3 separate regions of the Pan troglodytes genome follow, and all the other regions are linked to region 3. The links are chromatin contacts, called in public HiChIP or PLAC-seq maps. All regions are on one chromosome and are shown on one strand. The core of a region is the stretch at or near the end of the contact, and the rest is flanking DNA. Distances in the headings are between cores, read along the strand shown.

Region 1 (2,700 bases), core at 133-2,632, 430 kb after region 3:
TACATGCAACGGAATATTACTCAGCCTTAAAAAGGAAATTCTGACATATGCTACAAAATGAATGAACCTTGAAGTGAAAATATTATGCTAAGCAAAATAAGCCAGTTGCAAAAATACTGCAGGATTCCACTTACATGAGGTACCTAGAGTAGTCAAAATCATACAGACAAAATAGAATGGTCGTTGCCAGGGGCTGGGGGGAGAGGGGGGAATGGGGATTTATTGTTTAATGAGTATGGAGTTTCAGTTTTACAAGAGTTACGGAGATGGTGCGATGGCTGCACAACATTATTCAGTGCTATTTCATACCCATGAACTGTACACTTAAAAATGGCTGGCTGGGCACCGTGGCTCACGCCTGTAATCCCAGCACTTTGGGAGGCCGAGGCAGGTGGATCGCCTGAGGTCAGGAGTTCGAGATCAGCCTGGCCAACATGGTAAAACCCTGTCCCTACTAAAAAGACAAAACATAGCCAGGCATGATGGCGGGCGCCTGTGGTCCCAGCTACTCAGGAGGCTGAGGCAGGAGAATCACTTGAACCTGGGAGGCGGAGGTTGCGCCATTCACTGAACACCAGCCTGGGCGACAGAGCCACAGAGCAAGACTCCATCTCAAAATAAATAAATAAATAAAAGGTTAAGGCCAGGTGTGGTGGCTCACACCCGTAATCCCAGCACTTTGGGAGGCCAAGGTGGGAGGATCACTTGAGCCCAGGAGTTTGAGACCAGCATGGGCCACATAGCAAGACCTTGTCTAAAAAACATGGTTAAGATGGTAAATTTTGTTATGTGTATTTTACCACAATACAAAATAATAAATGGTAAAGAAAAAAAAAGTTTTTCTAGGCTGAATCAACCCAGTTGGCATTGCTCATGCTAGAAAACCTGGGCCTCCCAGAGAAAAATGTCTGGCTTATGAGGGGTAGGAAGCGGGGAACAGAAGGGATACTAACAGGGACTGGGCAGAGAAGAACAAGAACTAGGAAGCACTAAAGAAGGAATTGAGGCAGAGTACCAAGGGATAGTGACAGGTACAGGGGCACCCATGAACAACGTTCAAACATATCTTCATCCAGTAACCTGTATTTACATGCAAATGTATTGGTTTATGCAAAACAGCGGAGGCCTCGGGGGAGGGTTTTTTAGTCTCAAGCTTGTGCAGTCATTGAAAAAGAGACGCAAAGCTGTCTCTGGGGTACTCCACGTCCGCCTTGCCCCTGGGAGCTGGGCCGGTTCCAGGAGGACGAAGACTGAAGTAGCTCGGCTTGCAGAGAAAGGCGAGCAGCGCCCCCACACGGAGAGTAGCGGGGCGCCTACAAAGTCGCGCATGCCCACTCCGGCCTCCCGCCCCACTCCTAAGGCAGGCGGCGAGACTTAGTGCGCAAGCGCCATCCGTCGGCGCCGACTCCTCCCCCTAAGGCGGGAACACGCGGGGCCCAAGATGGCGGCCAGCCGGTACCGGCGTTTTCTTAAGCTCTGTGAGGAATGGCCAGTGGACGAGACCAAACGGGGCCGGGACTTGGGCGCTTACCTGCGACAGCGGGTAGCACAGGCCTTTCGGGAGGGAGAGAATACCCAGGTGACCGGCGGGGAGGCGGCTGGGACGAGGGGAGGAAAGGACGAGGCAGGGGCGGGGCCAACGAGCGCGCTAGCAGGGGGATCTGCGCATGCGCGCGCCCTCTTTCCAGGCAGCACGTGAGCGCGGACCCCCTTTTCCCCCCAGGGAGCTACTGATAGCGACGCCCGTTGTATTCAGCCCTCCCCCCCGGCTGCACCTTGGAATTGCCGAAGAAGCTTTTTTAAAACTCCAGATGGGCCGGGTGCGGCGGTTCACACCTATAATCCCAGCACTCTGAGAGGCCGAGGCGGGAGGATCGCTTGAGCCCAGGATGACCTCCTGGGCAACATAGTGGGACTCCGTCTCTACAAATCAAAAAACAAACAAAAACTTCAAATGCAGAATCTCTAGGGGTGGGGTCTTGACCTCAGAGTTTTAAAAGCGCTCCAGGTGATTCAAGGTGCAGAGAGAGTTGAGACCCACACCACCAGTGGCAGCTGGTGACAGCCTCAGCTTTTTGCTTCCGTGTCACGGTACCATTACCTCATTATTTCGCAGTGTTGTGTATTGACTGAGCTAATCCCCAGTTAACTCTGCAGGTCCCCGCTAAGCGTTTGCGTTCTTCCTGAGCCCCTGTAAGCCTGTGCAGCAGGTTTGGGTCCTCAGCTCACGCAGCTGTGTGTGAATAGTAGGCCTATGTTCTTGCTCTCCTCCAGGTTGGCGCTGCAGCTCTGGGATTCATTCATTCATATAGCTCGTATTTATTGAGCACCTACCATATGCCTGGAACGGTGCTAGGGAAACAGCAGTGTTAAACAGGTGAAGTCCTGCCCGCATGAAGTTTTACATTGTAGTTCAGGACACAATAAGCAGGTAGGTGTACGTAAGACAGATAAGTACTGTGATCCATAGAAAATAGGGTAGCGTGATAAAAGGGTAATGTTATTAGTCGGGCCTTTCTGAGGAGATGACACATAGGTGAGACCTAAGGCAAGAGGATGAGCCAGCCGTGTACACTTGGCGGGAAGGACATTCCAGACACTGCACATGTCCAGAGGCAGGAGGCAGATTGACATGTTTGAGGACAGAAAGCAAGCCAGAATGGCTGCAGGGTAGTAAGTAAGGTGGAGTTTGCTAAGGTG
Region 2 (2,700 bases), core at 116-2,615, 350 kb after region 3:
GAAGCTGACCAAGCCGAGGCTGTCATTTTCCCAGCAATTGTGGCCAGTGTTGAATACCCCTGAGGTGGAGCAAGTGGCAGGAATGCAAAACCCAGACAGAGGAGCATAGCATTGCCCAGGGTGTCAGGGAGGGAAGGGAATAAAGTGGGGAATGGGCAAGGGGGCTGCTGGGACAGATACGGGGCAGTTCCAGGGAGGAGGGGCCTGGGGGGAAGGGGAGAATGGAATGGCAGGGGTAGAAATGGATGGAACCTATTGGGCCGGCAATAAATGTTTGGGAATGGGAGTTGAGGGATGTGGAAGGAAGATTATAAACTGGTTCTATTTCCAGTTGCCACATTCCCTTGCTTCCCTTAGGGGTTTCCTGCTAAGAGCCTTCATGTAACCAAATCACCTGCCCTGTGGGAGGCTCTACACAGCACTGACACTGCAAAGATGTGGGTTAAGTATAAACACGCATGAACGTGTGCCAGGCACTGTCCCAAGCACCTTAGCCAAACTACCTCTTCTAATCCTCACAGCAATTCTATTGAGGTTTACTGGCAAATAGGCTAACAATGTTAATTGAATATGATCACACATCTAATAGTTGTGAGTAGGGATTTGAAATCGAACTGTCTGGCTCCAAAGCCCACAACCTAAACCACCAGTGAGGCTGCAAGACCGTGTATCTCTGGAGTCTTCTCTCTCCCATGTCTCCTTGTAAAAATCCCATTACGCAGACACAGGCCCTCCGCAGAGAAGCCTCAACTGCCCACTGGAACCCAAGGGCATTTTGCTCCTCTGCCTCCACCATGGATGCTGCGTCTCCTCCAGGCTGGCGCTCCTTGGGGGCCAGTGTCTGTCCTAAGGCAGGGATCGCACCTACTTGGTGCTCAGTGTTGCCCAGTTAACAAGCCCGAAGTCGGGACAGGGTCTTGGAGCATGCCTGGAGTGTACTCTAAGGCCCAAATAAAACCGGATCACACATCAGTCTCCAAGCCCAGAGAGGCAAATCATCCTGTCTCTCCATTCGTGGCAGTGGCTTCGTTCACCATTAACCAATTCATCTATTAAATCAACGCTGACTTTACTGAACGCTTACCACCTGCCAGAGGCAGAGCTAGGGTTGGAGGACTCAGAGATTAATACTGCTTGATCTAACAAACAAAGGGAAGTGGGAGAGCGGAGAGAGAGAGAAAAACAAAACAAAACAAAACAAAAAATTTAATCCCCCTTGGACCTTCCCACCATGGCGGCTCTAAGAGCCACGTCAGACCGCCTCATCATGGCCGACCAAAGGCCAAGTGCAGACCTTCCCAACATGGCGACCGACCTTCCCATCATGGCGCGTGGCCCCGCCCGCTCCGCCGCGCCTGCGGGAGGGAGCAGTTCCGGGTGCGGTGCGCGCCAGGGGCGGGCGGGGGGCGGCGTCCTGGCCATGGCCGGCCTGTCGGACCTGGAACTGCGGCGGGAGCTGCAGGCCCTGGGCTTCCAGCCAGGACCCATCACCGACACCACCCGGGATGTCTACCGCAACAAGCTGCGCCGCCTGCGGGGCGAGGCCCGGCTGCGCGACGAGGAGCGGCTGCGGGAGGAGGCCCGGCCGCGGGGCGAGGAGCGGTTACGGGAAGAGGCCCGGCTACGCGAGGATGCGCCGCTGCGCGCCCGGCCCGCCGCGGCCTCTCCGCGGGCGGAGCCCTGGCTCTCCCAGCCGACCTCGGGCTCGGCCTATGCGACCCCTGGGGCCTACGGTGATATCCGGCCCTCCGCGGCTTCCTGGGTAGGGAGCCGCGGCCTCGCCTATCCTGCCCGCCCGGCGCAACTCAGGCGCCGCGCCTCGGTCCGGGGCAGCTCCGAGGAGGACGAGGACGCCCGGACGCCCGACAGGGCCACGCAGGGCCCGGGTCTCGCGGCCCGCCGCTGGTGGGCAGCGTCTCCCGCCCCGGCGCGGCTGCCTTCCTCCCTCCTCGGTCCCGACCCGCGCCCGGGCCTGCGGGCGACTCGAGCGGGCCCTGCTGGCGCGGCGCGGGCCCGACCTGAGGTGGGGCGCCGGCTGGAGCGCTGGCTCTCTCGGCTTCTGCTCTGGGCCAGCCTAGGGCTACTGCTCGTCTTCCTGGGCATCCTTTGGGTGAAGATGGGCAAGCCCTCAGCGCCGCAGGAGGCGGAGGACAACAGTACGTCCTGGGCCGGCGCAGGGGAGGGCCCTGGGCGCGCGTGTGTCCGCCGGAGGATCCCCCGTTCCTGTCGGCGCCAGGCCGCGCACTTCCGGCCTTGTCAGCTGCCTCTGACCGTCTTCTCATTTCCAGGCCCGCCTTCTTCCAGCTGTGGGAAGAGAGGGCCAAGGCTCCTGCATCTGCAATAATTTCTGCCTTCACTTTCTCCTGTTCTCCTTTTCTGCCCCAGCCCTCCCTTCTAACGTCTCCCTTTCAATCACAAGCTGTAGTCACTGCTCCTCCAACCTCTGGTTTTCTCCCTGGAGAGGAAGCCACACCCTCCTCTAACAGATTCACCCCATCCGTTTGGGTTCTTCCCTTTTGACCTCTGGCTTACACATTTAGTGCCTGTTTGAAGGCATTCCAGATTTCAGTGGCCCACAGATAGGATCTGGTTGGGGGTCCCAGATTTGTAGCACCAAAAAGTCCACTCTCCACTTCTTTGAATCACAGGGCCGCCGCTTTGTCAACAGGAGAATCTACCAGCCTTGCTTGCCAGACAGGT
Region 3 (2,700 bases), core at 93-2,592:
CCCTGCCCCTAGGCCCTGAGTGACATCCCGCCCTCAGACTTTCAGTCCCTGTCGGAGGAGGCGCCTTGCTTCTTTCTCTCCTCTCCGCACCATTGCCGGCCCCTGGCGCGGGAGAACGCGGCCTTTCCGGACACCGACTGAGCTGGGCTTGCCTAGCTGGGTGCCCGAAGCCACGTGTCTCTCAGAGCGGTGGCTGCCCCTGTGTCAATCTGGCAGAAAGCCCGAAGTGACAGGGAGGGAGCGGCATGTATGTTCCCATCATAGTCCCTCGCCTTGTCCGTTCTGGGGTGAGTGGGGGCCTAGGGCAGGCGGGGAGACCAGTGCTCCCAGGGTCTCCATACGGAGCACCCCATCCCACACCCTGCCATTCTGCAGCGCTCAGCCTCCCGCCCCCGGGCCAGCCAATGGTGGACGTGAAGAATGCTCTCATACCCATCTTCCCACACTCCCGGGATGCGTCCTGGGCTAGCCCCACTTTCCCCCGGATCCCAATGGGATGCTGAGCCTCAGGCTCTGGTTCTGCATGCTCAGCAACTCAGAGCCCAGAAGGGCCTCAGGGCCTTCCGGCCTAAGGTAGGGGGAAGCTTTCATGAAGAAGGGAGGACTAGCAGGAGCCTTTTCGGAGGTGGCAGAACTTCCGCAGAGGCCTCTGGGTACTCTGGGGTGTGATCACCCATAGCGCAGGGGCCTCATCACCTCTTCTTGGCAGGCCCTGGGGACTGGTGAACCGGCTCTCGAAATGGGCCTGGCTGCGGTGGAGCGTGGAGGTTGGAGCCTTGTCCCCTCTCTCACTTCCTGGAGGGCTTCACCAGCCCTTAGTCAGATCCTGTCCTTGGGGTGGGGTGGGCGGGGGGCTTTGAGGATGGTGCCTCCAAGCCTCTGCTCAGCACTGGGCTGGGCGTGATGTCCGCTTGTGAATTGGGTGGCCACTGTCTTTATGTTCCTCCAACTTCTGTCCTTTTACACATAAGCTTTTGCCTACCTGCCAATACCTTCACACCTGTCAGGGACAAAAATACCTCAAAAGTTATCCCCCCCGCACCCCGCACCTTAGCCACTTCAGGGACTACCCTTTCCAGGGGCATCTGCATTTAAGAGAGACGGGAGAGGAAGATGGCAAGGCTTAACCCAAAGGAGTGCTCTACCCTACTCAAGCATTCTCAGGCATTTTCAGGAGCGAGATATATTGGTTGGGGGGGCAGCATGTAGCTCGTCACCAAGCACAGGTCCTGAGCAGGCGGAGGGGAGGCGGGAGCATGTCAGGAGTTGAGCTGCTTTCTGGGCCTCAGTGGCCTTGCGTAGGCCGCTCCTCCTCCCCCCCCCTCCCTCCTCCCCCAACCTGCGTCTGGGCGGCTTCATTCCGTTGGAGGCGTGACGTCTCTGAGAGGGAGCGCCTTGCACAGCGGCAGGCAGGCAGCCCGAGGTAGGTGAGAGAGCGAGCAAGCGAGCGATCGAGTGAGTGAAACTGGAACTGAGCAGTGTGCTAGCCAGAAGGGTCAGGGGGCCGGGTTCAGGCCTAGAAGGGCTCTGCAGCTCCCACTCACTTCCTGAGGGGTCCACAGTCCAGCGCCAGGATGTGTGGCCACACCCATCCCCGCCCTGCTGCGGGGGACAGCTGGCAGCAAAAGATGGGAGCAGAACCCACAGGCTCCTGAGCTGAATAATTACAGCCGATAGACGTGTCCTCTCTCCTAGACAAGTGTGGAGCCGGCAGCCTCTAATTACCACCCACCCCAAGATATCTGCCCACCCCACTGTCCTCCTCTGCTCGGTCTAGAACCCAACTTTTCAGTGGGCAGGCCGCACTGGCAGCCTGGACAGCTGGGCCTGCCGGCTGTTGGCTGGCAGGTTATCTCATTTCTGCAGAGTGGCGGCCGCCTTTGCCTCCTGAAGAAGGCATGTGGGGAGCTGGCATTGGAGCTCTGGCCCCACTCACTGGGGCTGCAGAAGAGCTGCTGGCTGTCTTGGCGGGCCTAAGGGGCTTGCACTGGTGGGCATGGGCCTGGAGCAGTGGACACCAGCTCTCTGTCACTCCCACTCAGACTGATGGCTCCTGGAAAGAACGGAGAGGGCTCATTTTCTTAAGTGTCACCTCTGCTGTAGTTAGCAGGGGACTATAAAAAATTAAGTTAGAGGGTTTTGCTGCCTTTGGTCCCTGTAGAGTGCAGGCTGCTTTTTCTTGGTCCTGCGAGCTGTCTATGTCTCTCCTCTCTCTGTGTACTGTCTCTGGCCTCCCTCTCCCTGCTGCCTCCCAGATGAACCTGAGGCTGGTAGTTCCTCCTTCACAACTAATTCCTTCTCCCTGCCTGCCCTGGGGGCTTCCGCCTTGGTTTCCCACTTCTCCCCTCCACCTGGCTTGCCTTGCCTGAGCCTGCTCCTGGAAGGGAGGCATGTCAATGGAACTTGCTTAGAAGAGATGAAGCCTGCTAGCTAGCAGCCAGCCCACCCCGCGGCCCTGCCCACCCCCGCCCCTCGACTGCAGGCCCGAGAGACTGTTCCAGTCTGTCCATGTTTCTCTTGGCTCCTTGGAAAAACGAGCACCACAAGGATAGTAAAAATCACCCCTTAAATTAAAGCTGATGACTCCTGTCGAAATGTTTTATTATTAACCTCACCATTTAGCAATCTCGTGGCAGCAGTGAGGCATCAATATATGTGTACACACGTATATTAAATAAATTGGGGAACGCAGTGCATAAT

Evidence for each region. HiChIP or PLAC-seq counts read pairs in DNA pulled down with a chosen protein or histone mark.
Region 1: an H3K4me3 HiChIP or PLAC-seq map of stem cell-derived excitatory neurons shows a contact between it and region 3, with 11 times the contacts expected there. The contact joins the promoter of UQCC2 here to the promoter of GRM4 in region 3.
Region 2: an H3K4me3 HiChIP or PLAC-seq map of stem cell-derived excitatory neurons shows a contact between it and region 3, with 4 times the contacts expected there. The contact joins the promoter of LEMD2 here to the promoter of GRM4 in region 3. A contact is called at or near these places in 1 of 7 Hi-C or Micro-C datasets (stem cell-derived neural progenitor cells) and 1 of 1 datasets of contacts at active chromatin or transcription factors (stem cell-derived excitatory neurons).

Annotation. Positions count from the first base shown.
Region 1 is chr5:39,590,830-39,593,529 of NHGRI_mPanTro3-v2.0_pri, reverse strand. It overlaps UQCC2 (ubiquinol-cytochrome c reductase complex assembly factor 2), which reads left to right and starts at 1,382. Exons shown (of 4, transcript XM_003950803.5): 1 at 1,382-1,579. The coding sequence starts at 1,442. It overlaps LOC134810292 (a long non-coding RNA gene), which reads left to right and starts at 1,722. Exons shown (of 3, transcript XR_010157980.1): 1 at 1,722-2,091; 2 at 2,275-2,431.
Region 2 is chr5:39,668,225-39,670,924 of NHGRI_mPanTro3-v2.0_pri, reverse strand. LEMD2 (LEM domain nuclear envelope protein 2) reads left to right here and starts at 1,365. Exons shown (of 9, transcript XM_001171510.7): 1 at 1,365-2,156. The coding sequence starts at 1,421.
Region 3 is chr5:40,021,022-40,023,721 of NHGRI_mPanTro3-v2.0_pri, reverse strand. It overlaps GRM4 (glutamate metabotropic receptor 4), which reads left to right and starts at 1,342. Exons shown (of 11, transcript XM_063812902.1): 1 at 1,342-1,423.